2 separate regions of the Mus musculus genome follow, and region 2 is linked to region 1. A link is a contact called in public Hi-C data. All regions are on one chromosome and are shown on one strand. Each heading gives the region's core, a stretch centred on a gene start, on an enhancer-like site or on the middle of the called end of the contact. The rest is flanking DNA. Distances are from core to core; before and after follow the strand shown.

What was found. A called contact is a pair of places that touch in the nucleus more often than the background predicts.
Region 2: a Hi-C map of trophoblast stem cells shows a contact between it and region 1, with 4 times the contacts expected there. The contact joins the enhancer-like site here to the promoter of Hand1 in region 1. A contact is called at or near these places in 21 of 39 promoter capture datasets (the 3T3-L1 cell line, 3T3-L1-derived adipocytes, the C10 cell line and 11 more), 5 of 15 datasets of contacts at CTCF or cohesin (embryonic stem cells and large pre-B cells), 84 of 484 Hi-C or Micro-C datasets (the 63-12 cell line, 8-cell embryo, B cells and 30 more), 31 of 115 datasets of contacts at active chromatin or transcription factors (the 230-238 cell line, CD8 T cells, the SCID.adh cell line and 18 more) and 4 of 9 other capture datasets (adipose tissue, embryonic stem cells, liver and 1 more).

What each region holds. Positions count from the first base shown.
Region 1 is chr11:57,829,226-57,834,905 of GRCm38.p6, reverse strand. Hand1 (heart and neural crest derivatives expressed 1) reads left to right here and starts at 2,759. Exons shown (of 2, transcript NM_008213.2): 1 at 2,759-3,662; 2 at 5,200-5,680. The coding sequence starts at 3,120. The coding sequence ends at 5,307. It overlaps Gm32915 (a long non-coding RNA gene), which reads right to left and starts at 2,798. Exons shown (of 3, transcript XR_003949681.1): 1 at 1,405-2,798.
Region 2 is chr11:57,915,164-57,920,843 of GRCm38.p6, reverse strand. All of the region lies in intron 3 of Gm33078 (a long non-coding RNA gene), which reads right to left. Among named protein-coding and RNA genes, the nearest start is that of Gm33078, 6.3 kb to the right of the region's middle. Within about 2 kb of position 2,678, at least 18 of the 459 cell types and tissues checked have an H3K27ac peak or open chromatin away from gene starts, as enhancers often do. A contact at or near this core is called in the HL-1 cell line, the N1E-115 cell line, craniofacial prominence and 2 more, where this site is marked.

The sequences.
Region 1 (5,680 bases), core at 1,510-4,009:
AACTTGACGAACTTCTATACAGTTAGAATAAGCATTTGGAATAGAAACTGCAACACTTCACATTAAATTTTACACTTTCAGTATGGAATCTATTTCATGCACTTATCCATCACTAAAACAAACAAACAAACAAATCCAGAACTAAAACCAGAAAAACCATTAGCTTTAGCTCCTCGCTCCTGACTTTTGTCCACGGCTGACCACCAGTTAAGGGAACTCCTGGACGACTCTACCCTCCAGCTTCAGTCTCCTAAGTTACCTCAGGCTACTTGTACCACTGAGCTCCCCAGGAAAGTTGGGGGTTTTGAGAGTTTGTGTTATGGATATAACTCTGAAGAATTTGAAAAAGGGTACAAAGGGAAACTGGGTGTGGTGGTGGTGACCTCCTTGCCTGAGATCCCAGATCACTCAGTGAGGCAGGAGGAGACTCTGTTATTAATTAATTAGTTAAAATAAAATAAATGCTTGTGGTCTGGCAAGATGGCTCAGTGGGCAAAGGTGCTTGTCACCAAGGCTGGCCACCTCAGTTTAATCCCAAGGATTTAGGTACTGCAAGGAGAGAACTGGCCTCCACACGCACATTATAGCACGCATGTGTCCCCCACAAATAATTCAGTGTAACTAAAAAATATTATGAGAACATGTGTATACCCCTACATCCAGTGAGCCTCTGATAAAACTGACCTTCGTGTATCCCTGAGTACCCAAATCGGAAGCTCCAATGTGTAACCCACTCAGAGGATGACAGACATCCTGTAGGGGAAAATAATCCCAGGAATGTGTGGATCTTGCATTAGTGTACACATGCCATATCACTGTATTATTGCTAAGGTGGAAGACATCTGTAAGAACACCACGCCGGTGTTTGTGTGTGCCGGCGAAGGGATGAGCCTGTGTATATGTATGGACCTGTCATGGAGTCCAGGATGAAGACTGCTGGAGTCAGAACTGTGCTGTCTTGAGAATCCAGGCCCTTTCCACCCAGGTTCCCTCATTCTGAGAGTGACTCCCAACCCGCAGGGCACAAGAACCCGCGGAGCAGCTGCGCAGCTGCGGAACCGGCGCCTTCCCGGGGAGCCTTCCCCAGGCCCCTGGCTGAGCCCAACCCCAGCGCTGCGGGCGCCAGGCGCCTGCAAAAGCAGCGGGTTTCCAGTTCGCCTGGGGCAGGAAAGTGAGGTTCTCCGGATCTCTTTCCACTGCCGCTCACAATCTCTTGCACAACCAGTTCTCACAGGTGGGACCTTGGGGCTCAGACCTCAGCGACTGAGCTTCCATCCACGCCTCAAAGCGAGATTACTCTCACAGACACGCAGAAATCACAATTCGCACACATTCCTAGGATTTCACACACAGGGACTGTCATCTGTTGAGCCCACGACCTACTCCACATTCGTTTTCACTTACCCACTTGCTACTGGGCCTCACATCCCGTCTGCGCACGGTGGCCTCTCTCCCACTGTCCCTGCCTGGTAATTGTCTTACACAAGCTGGGCCTCAGCGAGCAACTTTCGAGTGGCTGGATCAGAAGCGAATTAAAAAGAATTTGACATCATCTCATTTCCCCCCTTAACTGACATTTGATAGGCACAAGCCCACCTAGGGAAGGAGCGAGACCAGAAATGTTGGTGAGGATGGAGGGGGTCCTAGGGACAGGGACCTTAATGAAAAGATGAAGAAGACCCAGAGTTTCAAGCTTAAAAGCCTGGTCTCCCACGTTCTTATCAACTCTTGGAAAGCCATCTCTTTGTGGAATCCCACCTTGGAGAATCTAGGCTGATGGGGAGCAACACAAGGTTGCACAGATATTCCCTGCCTCAGCAGAGTGAGTGTGAAGCGCCTAGGCTGTTTCTCCGTGGATATCAGGGGTGGGGGTGGGCTGGTTTCTTCCAGTGTGAGCCTCAGTGGAAGTATCTTTATAGGATCAAAGATTTTCATGCAGGTGGCGAGCCAGATGGAGTGAGCAGCCCAGCAGTCGCCGGCTCCTTAGCCCTACGTGCGAATCTTCCGAAGACACCGGGGAGTCCTGCCACAGAGATGCCTTGGGGCCAAGGCGCCGCCAGGCTGCCTCGCCACCAGCTCAGCCTGCCGGCGTTTACACCGAACCAGGCGCCTGAGAGGCTAGAGGAGCAGAGATCAGCCACCGTCTCCACCCCCAACCCCCAAGCCCGGAACAAACTGGTCAGTGCCCAAGAGCTGGAAGCCCCGCTCCCTTTCCCTCCCACTTCCACCTCGGCCTCTGAAGGCTCTTCTGGAAGTCCGCAGCTGGGCGAGAACTGGATCTCAGGAGACCACCTTGTTGGGCAGCAGCTCCAGGTCCTGCCTGAAGCAGGGGACCTAAAGGTGGGGCTATAGGTGTTAGGGCCTAGCCTACTTCCCTGCTGGGCCCAATGGCCTTCAGGCTCCCACGATGAGCAGTTCGGGTTCAGGAATGCTGCATATCCTATTCTGAATTTCAGGCCTAAAAACAACAATTTGTTCTGGTCCTCAGTTTCCCTATCTGTGAAATCAAGTGTGTGTGTGTGTGTGTGTGTGTGTGTGTGTGTGTGTGTGTGTGTGTGTGTGTGTGTTGATGAGGCTCTGTCTGTTTTCAAGGGATAATTCTAGAATCCTTTCCTTGGATCCATGAAGAAAGGGTGGTAGGTTCAGTACAGGGAGTGAGCAGGCCTGGCCTCAAGTTCGTAGCCCCCGCCCTTCCAGGAGGGGAACTGGGAGAGGGGAGGGACATAGGCGGGGCGGGTTTTCAGTCCCTGTGGTCAGCTTAGAATTGTGTGGCGCTTGCTGAGCATAAAACTTGGGACCGCCACCCCCTTCCCTCCTCCTGCCATTGGCTCCGGCTAGAGGTTGACATCAAAGCCGAGGCCTTATATAAGCAGGATCCTGGTGGCAAGTCCGCAGAAGGGTTAAACCCGGTCTTTGGACGTCTGAACCCTTCTCCCTCGTTGCCTACAGAAACCTTCAAGAGGTCGGCAGGTCCTTCGTGTCATCTCCAGCCTTGCTCGCTCAGGACTCTCCAAACCCCAGCCAGTTCGCTGCCTCTGGAGCCCACGGTGACCCCCTTCTGTGGGGCGCATGGGGCGGTGCTAATTGGGCTGACAGCACAGGCCAGGAGCCTCTCCAACATGAACCTCGTGGGCAGCTACGCACATCATCACCATCATCACCACTCACACCCGCCGCACCCCATGCTCCACGAACCCTTCCTGTTTGGCCCGGCCTCGCGTTGCCACCAGGAGCGGCCTTACTTCCAGAGCTGGCTGCTGAGCCCGGCTGATGCTGCCCCAGATTTCCCTGCCGGCGGGCCACCACCTACCACCGCAGTAGCAGCGGCTGCCTATGGTCCCGATGCCAGGCCGAGTCAGAGCCCAGGTCGGCTGGAGGCTCTTGGAAGCCGCCTGCCCAAACGAAAAGGCTCAGGACCCAAGAAGGAGAGGAGACGCACAGAGAGCATTAACAGCGCGTTCGCGGAGCTGCGTGAGTGCATCCCCAATGTGCCCGCCGACACCAAGCTCTCCAAGATCAAGACTCTGCGCCTGGCTACCAGTTACATCGCCTACTTGATGGACGTGCTGGCCAAGGATGCACAAGCAGGTGACCCCGAGGCCTTCAAGGCTGAACTCAAAAAGACGGATGGTGGTCGCGAAAGCAAGCGGAAAAGGGAGTTGGTGAGTCCCGGGGCTTATAAGTTCCAGCTAAGGGTGCGGGCTGGGGTAAGTAAGAACAGGCCTGCAAACACTGAGCTGTGTTCTGGGTGGGACTCTGAAAGACTAGGGAGAGTTCTGAGGTCGACACAGTCTGCCATTGTGTGCACAGTCATTGCTGAGTGAACATAGAATTTTGCTTTTTAAAAGTGATCGTAGGGCCTTACAAGATGAATTGAAAACCTTGGGCTTCCAAGAAGGGGCTATATTCTATATTATAGTTTGTTTTAAATCTGAAGGTGTTTTGAGTCTTCCCTGGGCCCTTCTGGAAGCCAGGTTGAGAATGAAAGTAGGAAATGACTTAAATACTGCACTGACGTGTGATGTTCTCCCAAAACAGTTTTTAAAGCAACAAAACAAAACAAAAAACCCAAACACAAAAACCCAATACAAGTCGAGGCTTCATTCTTTCATTTGCTTAATTATGAATATCTGAATTACTCGATTCCCATGGGTTTATTGGAAAGGATTATTTACCTCAATTAATGTACTAATTGGAGAAACAGTAGACCACTGGAGGGAAAAGTGGGGTGGAAAGGCAGCTCAAGGCTGGGTCTAGTCTGCTCCTAGTCTGGATCTAGTCTGGGACAGGGTGATGGGCTAGACAATCTCAAGGCTTTGGATGCAACAAACAGGAAGGGCTTTGGCCTTTGCGCTTGCCTAGTCAGCCTTTTTGGGTCTTCTCCAGTTTGAGTGATCTTCCACCTAGGGGCGGTGGGACTTCTGGCCGCCAGAGTTCCCCCTGTTTGGTAGGCTCAGGCCTAGACACAGCAGTGTGGACTGGGGAGCTCGGTGGCTTTTATCTGACCCTCGGGGTCTGTGGCAAAGTAGGGCTGGCTTACCTGGAGCCACCGGAAAGACAGACTCCCAGCCTCAGCCGCCTGAGGCCTGGGCTGGGGATGTGGGGCGGGAGGGAGGAGCACCTTGTGGAAGCGGTTCTAGGGCCAATCCTGGTCCTGGAAGGGCACTACTTGCAAGTAACAACCGCACTGGGTTCCTGCTAGAGAGATGGGCCCAGACTGTGGCGGCCAGGCCAATTCTTTCCTCCCTAGGTAGTGAGGGAGGCTCCCAGCACTGGTACTAGCCAGCACCCAACTTGCATCCAAGCCAAGATCCTACGCCAGGCTGATAACCTGGAACGAGATATATACCGACTGGGTTACTATTCCCACCCTTCCCACACCAGGCCTCTGTGATGCTGGCTTCCTCTGCCCAAGACGCCTTAAAGCTAGATTCAGTTTACCCAGACTTGTCTAATTCTCAATAGTAAACCTCTCCAAGCTGGTCAGACCATCCCGGACCCCAGGAACTCAGAGCATAAAGGCAGATTTATAATCCTGATTGTGTGGTTCAACAAACAGACATCTGTCACTTAGTTAAGGACGCCCAGTTACTGCTCCCAACCCGTTCCCCAAACTCCCCTCCAAGCCGGCGGGACCGAACTGAATAACTTAAACCTGACTTTCTCGCCTTCTGTTTGTTTGTTTGTGTCCATTGACAGCCTCAGCAGCCCGAAAGCTTCCCTCCTGCCTCGGGGCCCGGCGAGAAGAGGATTAAAGGGCGCACCGGCTGGCCTCAGCAAGTCTGGGCGCTGGAGCTAAACCAGTGAGACCAGGCCAACGCCGCCGGAGAACCCGGCCGAGGCTGGCCCACCTGGCTACGTGGAGAGGAGAGGAAAGGACGCAGCGGCTACGGCGGGTCTCCCGGTGCCCGCGCGCGTTTCGCCCAGTCTCTGCGGAGCACCGGAGGGTCGGCGGTTGCAACTACCCACTAGGATCGCACGTGCAATGTCATTTGAATTTGTTAATACATAAGAGAAAGAGAAATTTTTATATATGTTCACTTCCCGCCGAGGGCGGCTCTTGAAGGCTCGACTCAAGATGGGACTGGAGAAGACCAAGCCCCCGAAGACACACCCTTCCAACCCATCTGGGTGGAACTCAACCCCAAAAGCCATGGTCGCGCCGCTCTCTGGCTCGCTC
Region 2 (5,680 bases), core at 1,429-3,928, 86 kb before region 1:
GTTCTTAAACTCTCTAGACCAGGCTTGCCTGATACTCACAGAAATACAGCTGTCTCTGTCTCCAGAAGTGCTAGGATGTAAGGGGTTTGTCACCATGCCTGGTCTAGGACTTATTTTAAAAGTTTGTTTGCAAGTGGGTACATACCCGTGAATACAGGAGCCCGAGGAAGCCAGAATCATCAGAATTACAGATGATGCTGAACCTCATGATAGGCACCCTTGGCACTAAACTGGGGTCCTGTCTAAAAGCATCAACATCTCTCAACCTTTGAGCCATCTCACTAGCCCTGATACGTATTTTGGTTTTAATTATGTGTGTGGGTGTGAGGATATGTGCACATTAATGCAGTGCCTGGAGAGGCCAGAAGAGGGGGCTGGAGTTACAAGCAGTTGTGAACTCCCTGACATAGGTGCTGAGAAACATGGGTTTGGGTCCTTGACAAGCACAATAGGTGTTCTTAACTGCTGAGCCATCACTCCACTTCTTCTTTAAAACAAACAAACAGGGCTGGAGAGATGGCCAAGCGGTAAAGAGCTGTGGTAAAGACTGTTCTTCCAGAGGTTCTGAGTTCAATTCCCAGCAACCACATGGTGGCTGATAACCATCTGTAATGTGCATCTGATGCCACCTTCTGGTGTGTCTGAAGGCAGTGACAATATACCCACACACATGAAATAAATAAGTAAATTTTTTTTTTTTTAAATTTTTTTCGAGACAGGGTTTCTCTGTATAGCCCTGGCTGTCCTGGAACTCACTTTGTAGACCAGGCTGGCCTCAAACTCAGAAATCTGCCTGCCTCTGCCTCCCGAGTGCTGGGACTAAAGGCGTGTGCCACCACACCTGGCTAATAAGTAAATCTTTAACAAACAAACAAACAACTTTGCATGTGTTTGGGGGCATATGAAACCCCTCCCTCCAGCTACAAGACTGAAAAATTGGGAACAACTTGGGATAAGTTTTTACCAGATGAAAATGCAGACATCACCACTTCCTGGGAGTTTGTGCCATAACAAGGGATAATTTTCTTCTTGGTCCCAAGCAGGCTTGGAGTTGGTGACATTGGGTAGGAAGCTGTTTTTACAGAACTCAACAGCTGCCCCAGTCTACAGTCTTGAGCGATGGATAAAGGTCACCATGGGACCACGTGTGAGGAAGACAGGCTGTGGTCCAAGCCCAGGGTGGGTCTTCTCACTCCTCACTGTGTTGGACGGCTTCAGGATGGTGGATGACCATCTTCAGGGAGATGCTGGGCCAGTTGGGAAGACAAACTCCTCAGGTGTTTGCCTCTAGTCAAGGACTCCACAGCTTTGTGGCTTAGAATCTAATGCTAAGATTCTCAGCACAACCACGTGCTACACTCAGCCATTTGTGACTAGTAAGAGCCCTCATTTCTCTCTATTTCTTCCACCTCTCGTTTCTAGGGTTCCTGTAGAACCCTGACAGGGTGGGAGCTTATGATGGAACAAAACCTCTCACCTTATTGCCAAGAAACCTAGAGACTGTGGAGAGGGCTGGGGTCGTATAGCTCCTTTCAAGGATGCATAACCCAGACAAAGATCTCACTCTAGGGTCCACATAAAGGTCTCACCACCTCCCAATAGTGCCTCCTTGGGACCATGCCTTTAACAACACAAGGCTTTGGGGACCACTTTTCTAAACCGCAGCAGGCCATTGCTGGTCTTCCTTTTCCCGCCATGATGTATTTAATCAAACATTTGCTAAGTATGGCCTGTGTTCTGGGCCCAGCAACAGGCACTCAACTGTGGCTCTCATAGTCGCGCTGTAAGGAGGTTCTGGGAGAGCCTCGCTCCAGGGAGCTTGAGCTCTTTTCTGTTTTCCTGTCAGCGTGGAGGGGCCTCTTTCTCTCTGGGATTGCGGTGGGATTCGATTTGCACGTGTAATTCTGATGTGAAGCCAGTGTAATCAGATCCTGCTGAGAGGGTCCTGCCTTCGGGCTGAGTGGATGTGTGAGCGCACAGGCGCGTGCTCGCTGGCCATGCAAGAGTATCATGTAATTCAATGACACAGTCTCTGTTTCCAGAAATGGATTCCAGGCCACGGCATCCACATCCAGAAGTGATCCTGGTACTTGTCCTAAGATTAAGTGAAAGTGACAAGTGGCGGGGAGAACTGAGTAAAGATGGCGGGTGGGGTTCGCCTTTCCCTTTCCAGACACTGGCAGCTTCTTGAAGCACTTCCGGTCCCAGTGCTGGTTGGATGCTTCTCTCCCACCTCCTCAGGGCTGAGACCGTGTGCAGCAACCCACAGCTGCAGGCAGAAGTCCTGGGTATCACAGCCGCTTGCTCTTAAGTTTTAGGTGTGGGCTGGAGAAATGGCTCAGCGGGTAAGAACACTGACTGCTCTTCCAGAGGTCCTGAGTTCAATTCCCAGCAACCACATGGTGGCTCACAACCATCTGGAATGGAATCCCATGTCCTCTTCTGGTGTGTCTGAAGACAGCCACAGTGTGCTCATATGCATAAAATAAATAAATATTAAAAAATAAAAAAGCTTTAGGTGTGAACGGAGCTTCAGCAATCTTTTGCCTGCTGCTTTCTTTTTTTAAAGGACATTTTAATTTTATCTTTGTGCGCATGTGTGTCTGTGGGTACGCTCACAGGTGTTTGGATATCCCTGAGATGCCAGAAGAGGGCACTAGAACCCTGGAACTGGAGCTTCAAGTGGCTGTGAGTCACCCAACAAGCGTGGTGGTCCTCTGCAGGAGCAGTAAGGACTCTTAACTACTGAGTCATCTCTCCAACCCCTTTTACCTTTTTTGACCACATATTTAAAATTAAAGATAAAGCAAAACCAACAAACAGACGAGCTGTGATGACTCACACCTGTAGTCCAGCAGCTGGAAGGTGAAGCAGCTGACTTAGCATGTTCAGGGCTAGCCTGGGCTAGAGCTTAAGACCCTGTCTCAAAAAACTAAAAATTAAGGCCAGAGAGATGGCTCAGTGGGTAAAAGTGCTGTGGTACAGGCCTGATAACCTGAGTTTGAATCTCAGAATTCTGTGTGGAAAGGGAGAACGGCCTCCTAGGAGTCCTCTGACACATGCCCTAGAGTGTACATGCCCACTTTCACACACGTACACCATATGACATAAACAAATAAGTAAGAAAAATGTAAAAAGCAAAACTACCCAAAACCAACAACTTGCCCCATCAAAAAGTAAAGCAAAACAAAACACCAAACCAGAAGGGCATGGTGGTGTACACAGGCAATCTCAGGCCTTGAGCAATGGAGGCGGGGGACTCAGGAGTTCCAGGACAGCCTGGACTACATAAGATCCTGTCTCAAAGAACCAAATGTGGGGCCTTGGTGATGGCTTAGCAAGAGTGCTTTCTGCTCTCTCTCTCAGGACCTGAGTTCGGTTGGTTCCCAGCTCCCATGTCAAAAGGATCCAGGGATCTGACATCCTTTTTTGGACTTCTTGGGCACCTGCACTCACACGTACATATTAATACATACATCAATAATTACAGATTTCAAAAAGGCTGGATGGTGGTAGCATATGCCTTTAATCCCAGCACTTGGGAGAGAGAGGCAAGTGGATCTCCATAAGTTCAAAGCCAGCCTAGTCTGTAGAGTGAGTTCCAGGCCAGCCAAGGCTACACAGAGAAACCCTGTCTTCAGAAACCAATAAATAAGTAAATAAATGAAATAAAACATGAAAGAGCCAGGCATGGTAGCACATGCCCTTAATTCTAGCATTTAAGAGGCAGAGGTGGGTGGGTCTCTTAAGGTTGAGACCAGCCTGGTCTACATAGTGAGTTCTAGGCTAGCCAGAGTTACACAAGAAAGTCTTAAAAAAAAACAACAACAACCCACTAAACCCCTCAAAACCTTAAAAACCAAACACAAACCAAGACCAAGGCTGGCAGCTGGCACTGTGTCTCAGGCATAGGGCCGCTCTGACTGTACACTGTCCTGGGTTCCATGACTAACGCTAGAGACAAAGTGCTGTCTGTTTTTGTTTTCTTTTTGTTTGTTTGTTTTTGTTTTTTCCCCCCAAGACATGGTTTTACTGTGTAGTTTTGGCTGTCCTGGACCTCACTCTGTATAGCAGGCGTGTCTGGAACTCACAGTAGAGATCTGCCTGCCTCTGCCTTCTGAGTGCTGAGGTTAAAGGCGTATATCACCCCCTTGAGGTGGAAAGTGTTTTATTTTAGGCTTAATCTTATGCTCTGTGCTATTTTTCTGAGATTTGGCTCCACCCAAAGCAGAACAAAACAAATATCTACTTATAGCAAAGGGGGTCTCTAATGAGTTTCCCCTGTGTCTTTCTATTCAATCTAAACCACTTCTCTCCACGTGGAATGTCACAGCATCCTTGCCGTGGTCGGGACCAGCTGTTAATTCCTGCTGCACATGATGGTGAGCCACAGAAGAATCCTGTGGGCTCAGGAGGCACGTCCCCAGAGCTCATGAAAGGACCACTGTTGGAGAAGTCTTTTTGTGGAGGGCAGAGATGTCCCTTCAGTAAGAAAATAAGGGGTGTGCCCGATGGGACTCTCGAGGCCTGAGGCCTCTGCAGCTTTGACATGGTCTGGCAGACATCCAAGACTCAGGAGCGAAGGAATCCAGGGCTGCATTCTTCTGACCCAACATCCACTGGATGTTTATTTGCCCCTGGGAGAGGTTATCTCATTTGACAGGCAGGCTCAGAGTCAGGCCTCCATGGGTGAACCCTGGCTGGGGTGGGCTGAGAAAAGCTGTCAGCGTGTGTGTGTCCACACGTGCATCTGTGCACACAGATGGTGTATGAGGTTTGTCGGGGGAGGATTCTTGACATCCAGAGGTTGTAGTTTCTTTGCTTGTGGGCATCTCTCTAGCCACACCCTGCCAATGAGTGATGGGGAGGGGCATTGCTCCAAGTTAAGATGCTGAGCACTGAAGAAGCCAGCCTTTGCCTTAGCCTGCTTGCACAGCCTGGCAACTCGTTTCCGTGTTCTGGGCCTCAGTTTCCCCATTTGGGATAAGCTTATTGGACAATGGGCTCCTCCTAGCACACCTTGCCGTTCTAGGGACACTCAGTCCTCTGTCATTTTTAAGAAAGCACACAGTTCATCTACCAAGTCCAATTTTACATATTTTCTTTCTTTTTTTTTTACCCTCTAACACTTGGGAGGACATACAGAGGTAGATAGATCTCTGTGAGTTTGAAGCCAACCTGATTCTCTACAAAGTGAGTCCCAGGACAATCAAGGCTGTTATATAGAGAAAGCCTGTCTCAAAAACAAACAAACCATCAAACAAACAAAAAACAAAACAAAAACAAAACCCAAAACACAAGTAAACAACAGAAAATAACTTTAATTTTGTATTTTATATTTTATTTCATTTCAGACAAGGTGTCACTATGAAACCCTTGCTGTCCTGGAACTAAGAGAACTGTGTGCTTCTGTCTCTCCAGTGCCAGGATTAAAGGTGTGTGCTACTACTCCTGGCTTATTTTTAACTATGCGTGTATGTCTGTGTTGTGTGTGGGTGTGCACACGGGAGTGCAGGCAGTGCGGAGAGGGTGCTGGATCCCCTGGATCTGGAGTTACAGGCAGTTTTGAGGTTTCTGGGGATGGAAGTCAGGATGTGTGGAAGTGAGCTCTAGTCCACAGGGTTATCTACCTACCCCATCTTTCCTTTTTCTCTTCTTTCTTCCTTTTTCAATAGGTCTT